Linked DNA regions of Rattus norvegicus: region 2 is linked to region 1. Evidence: chromatin contacts called from public Hi-C data. All regions are on one chromosome and are shown on one strand. Each heading gives the region's core, a stretch centred on a gene start, on an enhancer-like site or on the middle of the called end of the contact. The rest is flanking DNA. Distances are from core to core; before and after follow the strand shown. Region 1 overlaps LOC134482946 (a long non-coding RNA gene). Region 2 holds the start of Sema6a (semaphorin 6A).

What was found. Hi-C and Micro-C count contacts between places; a contact is called where the count stands out from the background.
Region 2: a Hi-C map of psoas muscle shows a contact between it and region 1, with 2.5 times the contacts expected there. The contact joins the promoter of Sema6a here to the enhancer-like site in region 1. A contact is called at or near these places in 3 of 12 Hi-C or Micro-C datasets (the A7r5 cell line, mammary epithelial cells and psoas muscle) and 1 of 1 datasets of contacts at active chromatin or transcription factors (oligodendrocytes).

Annotation. Positions count from the first base shown.
Region 1 is chr18:42,154,966-42,159,920 of GRCr8, forward strand. LOC134482946 (a long non-coding RNA gene) reads left to right here. Exons shown (of 2, transcript XR_010059701.1): 2 at 1-4,029. Among named protein-coding and RNA genes, the nearest start is that of Gapdhl4, 31 kb to the left of the region's middle. Within about 2 kb of position 2,561, at least 10 of the 93 cell types and tissues checked have an H3K27ac peak or open chromatin away from gene starts, as enhancers often do.
Region 2 is chr18:42,356,166-42,361,120 of GRCr8, forward strand. Sema6a (semaphorin 6A) reads right to left here and starts at 2,375. Exons shown (of 19, transcript NM_001108430.2): 1 at 1,445-2,375.

The sequences.
Region 1 (4,955 bases), core at 1,311-3,810:
CCGTTTGTCCCCAATCTCACCATGGTAGTCCAAGAAGCAAGTTCTAAATAAGCAGTGACCAGATTTAGGTTGCTAAGAAATAAAAAAAAAAAAAAAAAAAAAAAAAAAAAAAAAAAAGCAACTGTTCTGATTGATATGTCAGGGGTAGATTTCTTGCCCCCTCTGGTCACTCCCAGCAAATTCAGACTTTATTTTCCTTCTGGGTGGAGTCCTTGGGGGTGTAGCATTAGAGGTCACGTGGGTGAGTGGCATGAGCAGGAAGCTGGCAGGCTTAGGCTGGTGTGAGGTGTGAGAGATGGCGGGAGGGGTGTGAAGTTGTACTGAATCATGTCAGCTTTGGCTTGGGATTCACAACAACAGCTACATGGACAATCCACTGTGGGGACTTAGGGCAAGCAGGTGGTGGTGACACAGAGGTAACCTGCCCCAACCTGCCCCCATTAGATGTAATTATGCTGACGATTCCTGCTCTGGGCAGCTGAAGATCCATCAAGGCCCACCAGGACTACTAGGAACCCTCAGTTTTAGATGGTGGCCAGTCAGCTGTCAAAATGGGCCACAGTTGGTAGCAACAGAAGGAGCCTGAAGCCTGAAGCAATTTTTCTTTGAAATCAGCTTCTAAATTGCAGGGAGTCCAAGTAAATTGACACATTTACTACCTTGAACTCCTTTCTCATTCTGCTTCAGTGTCTCGGCCTTTCCTCCATGGACCAATTCTCATCGATGGGATGGGGTGGGCTCCCTATCCCAGACAGGATGATGCTCTGATCTCTCTGTTGGCCTGCGAAGGGACTCAGGTGACAATTTCTGCCTGCGTGCACATGTTCATTTCCAACATTTACGAGAGCATTTGATCCATGTGACTGAAATACTTTTCATAAAAGAAAACTGTAACCCAGGAGGAGGAACCCCTGCTTAAAAAAATAAAGATCAAAGAATTAAGAAGAAAAGTGGTATCAAGCACACAGTGTGAGATCAATACTGTGTGCTCTCTTTACGGTTTGCGCTTCTGGGTGGGAAAGCCATGCTCTTAGCTAGCAGGTGCCTCTTTATAATTTAGCGGGTGTAAAGTCTAAGGGGTTTCCTTTACTAGTCGGAAGTCAAATAACAAGAAGCATTCATGAGTTTAGCATCTGATTAGCTGTGTAGGTTGTACAATGATGTCTTCCTGAGAAGGAGTCCATGATCCAGGCCTGACTAGGCAGTTTTAAGCAATTAGGAGTGGAAATTGATAGATCTGAAATTGATAGAGCTGCAGGCACAGGTGCAGATTCAGGCTGGTAGAAATGTCGGCTCTAGCACAGCGGAGCTGAGCAAAGGAAACGCATCATTCATGCTTTGCAGTCTTCATTCATAATGGGAAACATAACTAACGGCCAGTCTGTGATGAGGTACAATAACTCTGTTTGGGGAGCGTTCAGGCAGTCTCATCAAAGATACGAGCCCGGATGCCTCACCATCATCTGCACTGTCCCTCAGCCAATCAGATTCTGGCTGGTAACAGAGGCCTCTTGAGCTCTGACATCTGCTCTCCTATGGTTGTCTTCCTCCCATCATCCTCACCATCTCTCTCCATACGGCAACTGCAATCTTCACCTCAGAGAACCTTTAGTGAGGTCCCTCGAGGGAGTCTCCTTTTCTCTGCAATGGCCACAATTGATAGGGTTTGTGCGCATGGCTGCAACTGGAGGAACAACCTGTTTGATATAAAACTGTTGTTTCACATGTTGACGATACAAAAGCTGCTTCAAGTTGCTGTTGCTGGGAGGGGTGGGGGGATGTGAGGTACTTTCTTCTCAGCTCAGCGGGTAATATTGCCTGGTTTCTGAGAACTGTGGATAGACAGAAGATAACAGGGAACTCTGTGTCTCAGATTGGGGAAGATGTTTACCCCAAAAAGTTAACAGGGCCCTGGTCTTTGAAGGAGAAGGCCCATGGATAAGTATAAAGTGAGAGGTGTCTCTAGTATTGGTCCTGTAACCAGAGAGGTTAGCACAGTGATCAGGGACAAGGAGTCAGTCATCCCTGAGCAACAAGGCTCGTGTGACTCTGTGGCAAGCTAACATGAGGGAAAACATCCAGATTTTAAGTAAAATATGTGACAATGTACATATTGATGTGAGGAAAACATTGGGGGTATGGAGAAAGAATGTTAGAGACAGTGAACCTCCCAAGGCATGCTTTCACAGGGTGATAAAACACAACTTCAGTGTCTGTCACAATTCAAAGTGCCATAATTTTATCACCCTCCTACGCAATACTAAGCTATTCTGAGTTCTGCTGTTTCTTAATGCTCTCACCTCAGTATGCCCAAGATGTCTGAAAAATGAGCATGTAAAAAAAAATCTATTTTTCCCGGCATGGATGGAGAATTTATTATGGAATGTGCAACTTGGCGCGTGCTGCCTTTTTTCATGTCGTCATGCTCTGAGTTGAGATAGGTTTTGGCTGAGAGCAGAAGTCCAATTAATTTGCCTGATACAGTCTCGTGCGCAAGAACTGAAGTCTTGTTGCTCTTTGCTGGTTTGATTCCTTTGCTTAGCCACCGATCCAAGCAGAGCAGAGAAGACTGCCAGCTGCCCTTCTGCAAGGACAGCATCCTCCCCTCCTGCTTACACACAGCTTACATACACTGTGCCAGGGATTTCTATGTTTTGCTTTGTCTAGCTTCCTTTGTTAAAACACAAAAACAAAACAAAACCCTTTGAACTCCCATGAGGACAACGAAAAGGAAGCCAGAGGAAGTGGAAGCACTTGATGTTATCTTATTACCATCTGCTCCCACCCCTCCTCCCATTAGACATTTACTCTTAATGAAGAATCCAAACTTTGTGTGAACCACTGCCCTGTCCTGTGTGGCATGGTCATGGAAAACTGCCTGAGGAAGCTAGGGACTGAGAAAAAGGACAGACACAGTACAGAAAGTTCAGAAAAGCCAGGATCAGGTGGGCTATCGGTGCTCAATTCAAAACCTCAGTGAGTTTATTGTGAACAGCACAGTGGGGGGGATTTGCTCGTCTGGACAGTCTGTGCATCAGCAATTTCAGGCTGTAAGCGTCAGAAAGGAGGAAGCCACAGCTACTGATTATTTTGTTGTTGTTGTTTTGCACACACTAGTCGGTCATTTAACGTTTGTACTTGTACACACTGACAGTTCTGAGCCTGATCTGTATTCGGAAGGTTTTGCCATTCTGACATATGTCTGAGGCATTGGGTCCTTAACATGGCTGTGCCCATGCCAATAATACACATCACTCAGGATTTCATCTCCTCTTGACATGTTTATTCTAGGCTTCCTGTGCTCCCCACTGACAGTCACCTCACATGTTGTCCTTCTTCCTCACTGTACTTTTCAATTTTATGACCACTGAGACCTTCAGCAGTATGTGCATCTTCCTAGAAGCAAGGCGGGAGTTGCAGGCAAGGCCCAGGTAGACCAGTTTTCCCATTCCACTTCTATTAAAAATTGTCTGGACTTGTAAAATGGTAGTTCTTTGTGTAAATTATTCTGGCTCTGGGGCTTGGGCTGTCCTAAAGAGTCCACCAGAGGCCATATTGCTTTACAAATTGTCTTTTCAGCAATATGACAAGCCATTAAACTTAAGGGAGCAAGCTTCTATCTTTCTCCAGCAGGGCACATATTCGCAGGGACTAGAGAAAGAGGACATAATGACTTGTCTAAGGAGCTTTCTAAGCCATGTCATTTCTGTTTGGAACTTAATGACACCTCACCTTAAAAATTGAACTGTAACTCCAGCACTCTGGAGGCTGAAGCATGAGAATTTCCATGAGTTTAAGAACTGCCTAGATTACATAGCCAGTAGAAATATAGTCAGGGCTGCATAGCAAGACCTCAGCTCAAGAAACAAAAGCAAACAAAAGAGGAACTGAGCCAGCTTCGAGCATCAGCTTATTAAAAGTTATGCTTTCCTAGGAGAGTTTCGAGAGCCATGCCAGAGGAGTGACTCCCTCCTTTAACACCCATCACTAAGTGTTCCCAGCCCTGTCACTTTTGCTAGCACCCCAGCATATGCTCTGACATTCTGCCAATTATACACTCCCGTGTGAGGGAATCATACCTTAGAATGCTCAGAATATAAAACATACTATCTCCTCTTCGCCTGTGAAAGATTCTCCCTTAACTGTCTTGCTGGACAATTTACTCTTTCTCTACAAGCCCCCTGCTGCTTGTTGCTGCTGGGACTCTGGTTGCCACCTGCAAAGCTCATCTGACAGTTCCAGCATTTTAAAGCCACCAATTTCTAAGGATGAGCACAAATACCACCTCTTTCATGAGCCGTGGCTGAGATTCCAATCCCTCTGCCTCCTGGCTAATCTCCACCTCTTTTCTATTCCCATAGTTACTTATTGTAGATTATTTTAAGGACCCCATCCGTCATTTCTGCAGCACACAATGATTGTTTAGCTCCCTAGTGCAGTGGTTAAGTATGTCAGTGCTGAAGTCAGGTTTTGTGGGTACAAACTCTGGCCTAAGTGATTGCCTTTAGGTAAGCTACTTAGCCTCTTTATGTACAAGTCCTTCCAACTGTCAGATGAGAACAACAGAAGCTACCACAGAAGACAGTCATGCAAAGCAAGTCGGCCAACCCCATTCTGTATTCAGAATTGACTGGCAGTGGTCAATCAGATTGTTTATTAATTATCATAACTACAGCTGTGCCTTCCCATCATGTATTTATTTCCACTCTAGCTTAAAGAACCTTGCATATTGTATATGTTTGTGGGATAATTAAGACTTCTTTTCTTTGCAAATTGACCTAATTACCTCACATTAGTTTTGGTTTGCAGGATATTTCATAAGGCTGATTTAGAGTTCCTGCACACTTTCAATGTGTTTTCCTAAATATAAATATAAAGTGAAGAGCCTTTCTGTGAAGCAGGTTCATTGTGCACTGCCTTCCAACCGAGTCCACTGAGACAGCACACACACACAC
Region 2 (4,955 bases), core at 1,125-3,624, 200 kb after region 1:
TCTGGTTGTTTCCAGGAGTCTTAAGCTATCACAGAAACTTTCCAGAAGCGCCTGGTACAGGGGCTCTGCACTGTAAAAGGGAGGAGGCGCTGGGAAAGGAGCGGCGAGCGAGCGGGAAAAAAATGTCGGGGTCCGGTTTCTCTCCCTGACACACGCAGTACCAGGACAGTAGCCTGGTTCTGTACAGCCCGCGGGAGACCTCAGATCCTGCTTCAAACACTGTCTCCCTCCGTGGGGAGCTAAGTAAAACGCGGCAAACGGGGGGAAGTGACACTATCCACCGAGGGTCGCTAAGAAGGAACTGCCCAGCTTGCTTCAGGCTCCCCACAGCCCCAGAGGCAGAGCTCCAGGACACAGCAAGCAGGACACCCACAATCTGCAGCCCAGCCGAGCCTACATCAGAGTGGCAAGCCCAGAGCTATCTATCTCTTACCAGGTCTCCCCACCCTTCCCTCTCCCGGGGTTCATCTTTTCTCCAGAGGGACCGCACAGGTCTTGGAGGAGGGCGCAGCAGGGGCCAGCCCTAGCTTGGAGAGCTAGTGCGAGAGAGATAGAGAGAGAGAGAGAGAGAGAGAGAGAGAGAGAGAGAGAGAGAGAGAGAGAGAGAGAGAGAGAGAGACGCAGCTGCGACAAATGGTGCCCTGCTCGAGTGGGAGCTGAGGCAGGGGACAGGACATAGGGCGGGGGCGCCGCGCGGTAGGAAGACACTGCTCCTAGGCACTTTCTCCTGCAAACAAAGCCCGGAACCTCTGGTGCCAGCAGCGACTGGAGAGTGGATCCCACCAAGAGACAGGGCGCGCAGATGCTCAGGGCCATTACAAGTTTCACGCACTCAACCAAGCCCAGCCCAGACCCCGCACTGATAACAAAAGATCCTCATCTCCTCTCCACCGTGTCCGCACAACCATTTCTCCCACATCAGAGCCTAAACCTGTGGCTGGACACAAAAAGCCGAGTACTCCCCAACCCTTTTTATCCCTCGAAGGCAGAACCCTTTCCCCTTCCCCAGCAATCGCCACCAGGACCAGGCGCTTTAGAGAATCCCACCCTCCAGGGCCGCTCTCCTCCTTACTGGCCCAAGAGTGAGCTCGTAGACTCGGGTAATACACACACACACACACACACACACACACACACACACACACGCACACCCCACTGGGTAGGACAGCCACCCGCTCGGTCTCGGTCCGGGGCGGCGCCGGTGGTGTGCGCGACGCGGGTGAGGAAGCTCCTGACATGGAGCCCGGGGTCTCTGGGGTTCAGGACTGAAAAGAGCTGAAGGCAAGACTCGGGGCTACTCCCCCAAGAAAGGGACAACGCTCAGGAGGCAGAGCCGTGAGACCGAATCAAACACAAGCACTACAAAGCGCACCCGGGGTAACCCCGGGACCCTCACCCCAGCCTGGATCCAGGAGATGGGGCGCCAGGGATGCCATAGCCATACCTTTTCGGTGCATCGACGGGCAGGCGGCCGCGGCTCGGAGCGGACTGGCACGGCGTGTATCCCATTTAGTAATCCATTATCGAGAAGATCTCTCTGGGCCTTGAGCTGCGCTCTTTCCTTCGCAAGCCTTTGTCATTCCTACATGTGTGCTTGTCTCTTTGGGGGCAACAGTCACGGCGATTACTTTCTGGGATGCAAGCGAGCTGTGTTCATCTCCAATGACAGAAGAGGAGGTGAGAGGAAGGCCAAAAAGAATTTTAAAAATAAAAAAACTGAAAAGAAAAGGGGGGAAAACAGAAAAGGAAGAAAACCAGCGAGGACCAGGGTAAATGCTCAAGAAACTCTTTTTCCAAATCCAAATTCCACTTGGATTCACTTCTGAGTCCCCTCAGCTGTGCCAGCGCCCATTAACTAGTCATTTCAGGGCGGGGGGCGGGGTAGGGGTTGAGGCAGAGGTGCAGGGCTCTGGGCGGCTCTGCAACCCCGAGTGCAGTGTCCCGGGTGTGGCGACGCTGGCCGCGGCCGCACGCTCCTAGGCGGGCATCTCGGGCAGTCGGCACCGCGGAAAAGCGCCTCTGCCGCGTCCCGAGCGCCTAGGCAGCCGAGTGCGTGGGGAGCGGAGTTGGCTGCAGCCTCACCCCGCGCGGCTCACTACTCCTGTGTCACTGGAGAGGCCGACGCTCCGGGCGGAGCCAAGTCCCGGACTGGATTGCGCAGAGCGGACTCTCCTCCAGCAACCCCGCCTCCCTGGGCTGGCGTCTCCTCCGACCCTAAGGAGAGCTGTGATGTGTGTGCGAGGGAGGGAGAGGGAGAGGGAGGCAGAGAGCGCGAGCGCAAGCCAAAGGAAGAGGAGACCTGCTGCGGTGCGGCTGCAGGTGGAGCTTTGGGCCGAGTCGACAGCCGGGCTTCCTATCACTTCAACTTCCCTCCCCCGGGGCGCTCACCCGGGAGGTCCCAGCGGGGCGACTCTAGGAGAAGCCCAGCCCCTGTCTCCCCACCCCCACAGCTGCTCTAGCGGGGGAGTGGGGGGGGGAGAAGAAAAAGAAAAGATATCCCAGACAGCATTGCTGAGCCCTGCCAAATCAGAAAAATAAATAAAAATAGACTTGGTGAGGAGCGAGTTACAAGAGTTTCTCCATCGATTTTCTTAAATGGAAAAGTTTTAAAAAGAGTCGGCGAATCTTTCTATTTCTGATTACTGTATGAGGAGGTTGGTTCTGGAAGTGATGGACCCTCTTCCTACCCAGATGAATTAGATACAAGACGATGTGGTTAAAAATAGTTCCTACACACACTCGGTCATAACATTCGCTAAATAAGCACATAAACTACTGTGCTGAGAACGTGGTTAAAGACAGCGATCTGTTTTAAACTATCTTAGTTTCAAAGTCCGCAGTGAGGATTGTTCTTAGAAATGAGTAAACTTTAGAAATAAGACTCAAACAATACCAAAGGGAGTCCAACAGCTTCTTGGAAAAGGGAAATCGCAACCATTTCCAAGGTTCTATTGTTATGAAGCATGAAGAATGGCAGGCACGGCCTCTCTCCGCTGCTTGGACTTACAATAGGCAAGAAGTCTTGCAGTTACGGGCTTGTGCCAACTAGTCAGGCCGCACCACAGTCCCCTCCCCCAGCCGCGGCGCTCTCGCGGCCGCGCCGGCTGCGCCCCGCAAACAACTGCGCGCCAGGGCTGCTGCTACCAGAGTAGGTCTCGCAGATGGTGCCCACCGAGGCCACAGCTTTCAAAGAAAGTAACGCCGGGTGGCCGAGCATTTCCCGGAGCAATCTGTACTGCACGTTAGGTCAGCGGAGAAAAGCCAGAGGGGAGGAGGATCGGAGTCTCAGACCCAGGTTGGCTGAGAAGCTTCATATTAGAAATTGTACCTATTCCCCAATTTGGGGCTTGATGCCACTAAGTCCGCGTTCCCTGCTTTGCGTTCTTGTGTGTGCAAAAATCTGCTCATGAGTGCTCAGGAAAGAAAAACGACTACGTGACAACGTCCTCAACATCTCCCCCGCCCTTGGGCTTTTTTCCTCTAACAAAACCACCTGGGGAAAGGGTGGGCCGAATGATTAAATGGGAAAATCAATTCTGCTGTTCTCCTAAACTACCAGCAGGGGCTGCTATCCCCACCCTTCCCAGACCAGCAAAAGCTGATACAGATCCGCCGTGGTTGGGGGCGCGGCCCTAGGTGCGCGCGCAGCGCCTGAGGCTCTGGGCGCGACTCTGGAATATTGAGGATGGGAGGTGACTGTCTTGTTCAGGCTTTGGAGGCTTGGGTGAGGGCTGTCTCCAAGTGTCGTCCTCCTAACTCTGGGGCTTTGTGGGAAAAGCTCTCTTGGCGGAGACTTCTCTAACACCCAGATTTAGGCTAAAGATGGACAGACTCAGGGGCAATCGGTTCTTCGTCCCGCATCTCCACCCCGTGCTGGTGGCCAACGCTCCCTCTTCGCTACCCACGCCTGATTTACATGCTAATTATGTCTGGGAAAAGTTCTTTAATTGGCAGAATTAGGCAGAGCAAACGAATTGTTTCACAGACAGAACCAAATTAATTCCGGTTTAGCTCCTTCCCTTGGAGAAACAAACAATTAAGCTGTCTTGTTTGCTTTATGGATATATTGGAAGTGCCCCACATCGTGTTTCAAGATATTGTTTAAAGGGTAATTATTTTCAATATTAATACTCGCATGTTTAACTTGTAGTAACACCGAGCCATGAGGAGAGAGATTAAATTTACCTAATTTAAAAATCGTGGGATACAAGAGGGAAAGAATTTGAACGTGCTTTTGACCATAAAGAAATACCACCCAGAATCTTCCTGGCAATTATTAGATCCTAAGGGCTCACTATCCAATTACTCGCCCGATGTTCTTACCACGTGATGCTACTTTACACCTGCCAGAGAAAAGATGCTCTAGGAACCAGGAAAAGCCAACCATAGAAACTTCATGATGCCGGTTCCCCTTCACTGTCTCAGACTCTACCAAAAGCCAGATTTAACTTTTCAACAACAGCTCTGCCCCTCCAAAGCTCTTAGAGTCTGCAATTTACCCTGATAGTCAAGAGAAAGAGCCAATGAAAGTAAAAAACAAAACAAAACAAAACAAAACCCACACAGAACGTTAGAATTAAAAAAACAAAAAGCAGAAAACAGCTCATTTTATAGTTTAGTAGCACGGTGGAAAGTTTCAGGAGGCCACCAGGGGTTAGATAACATATTAGCTGGTTATCCCGGGCAAATCACATCTTTCTGGAGCCACAGTTGACTTACCTGTCCCAGGGGTTCCTAATTTACTCCCCTCTCAGGAATGTTGTGGACTAGCCAGTATGAACAGAGAATCTAGGACACTCACTGCCTAGTAAGCATTAACAAGCATATCTGTCATCGTCCACATGAGTCCTTAGGTCACATTTTATAGGGGTCAGATGGAGGCCCAGAGGAAAGAGGTGACTTCCTGTCAAGAATGAGGTCAGGGCTAGAAGCTACCTGGAGTGACTTTCTTCAAG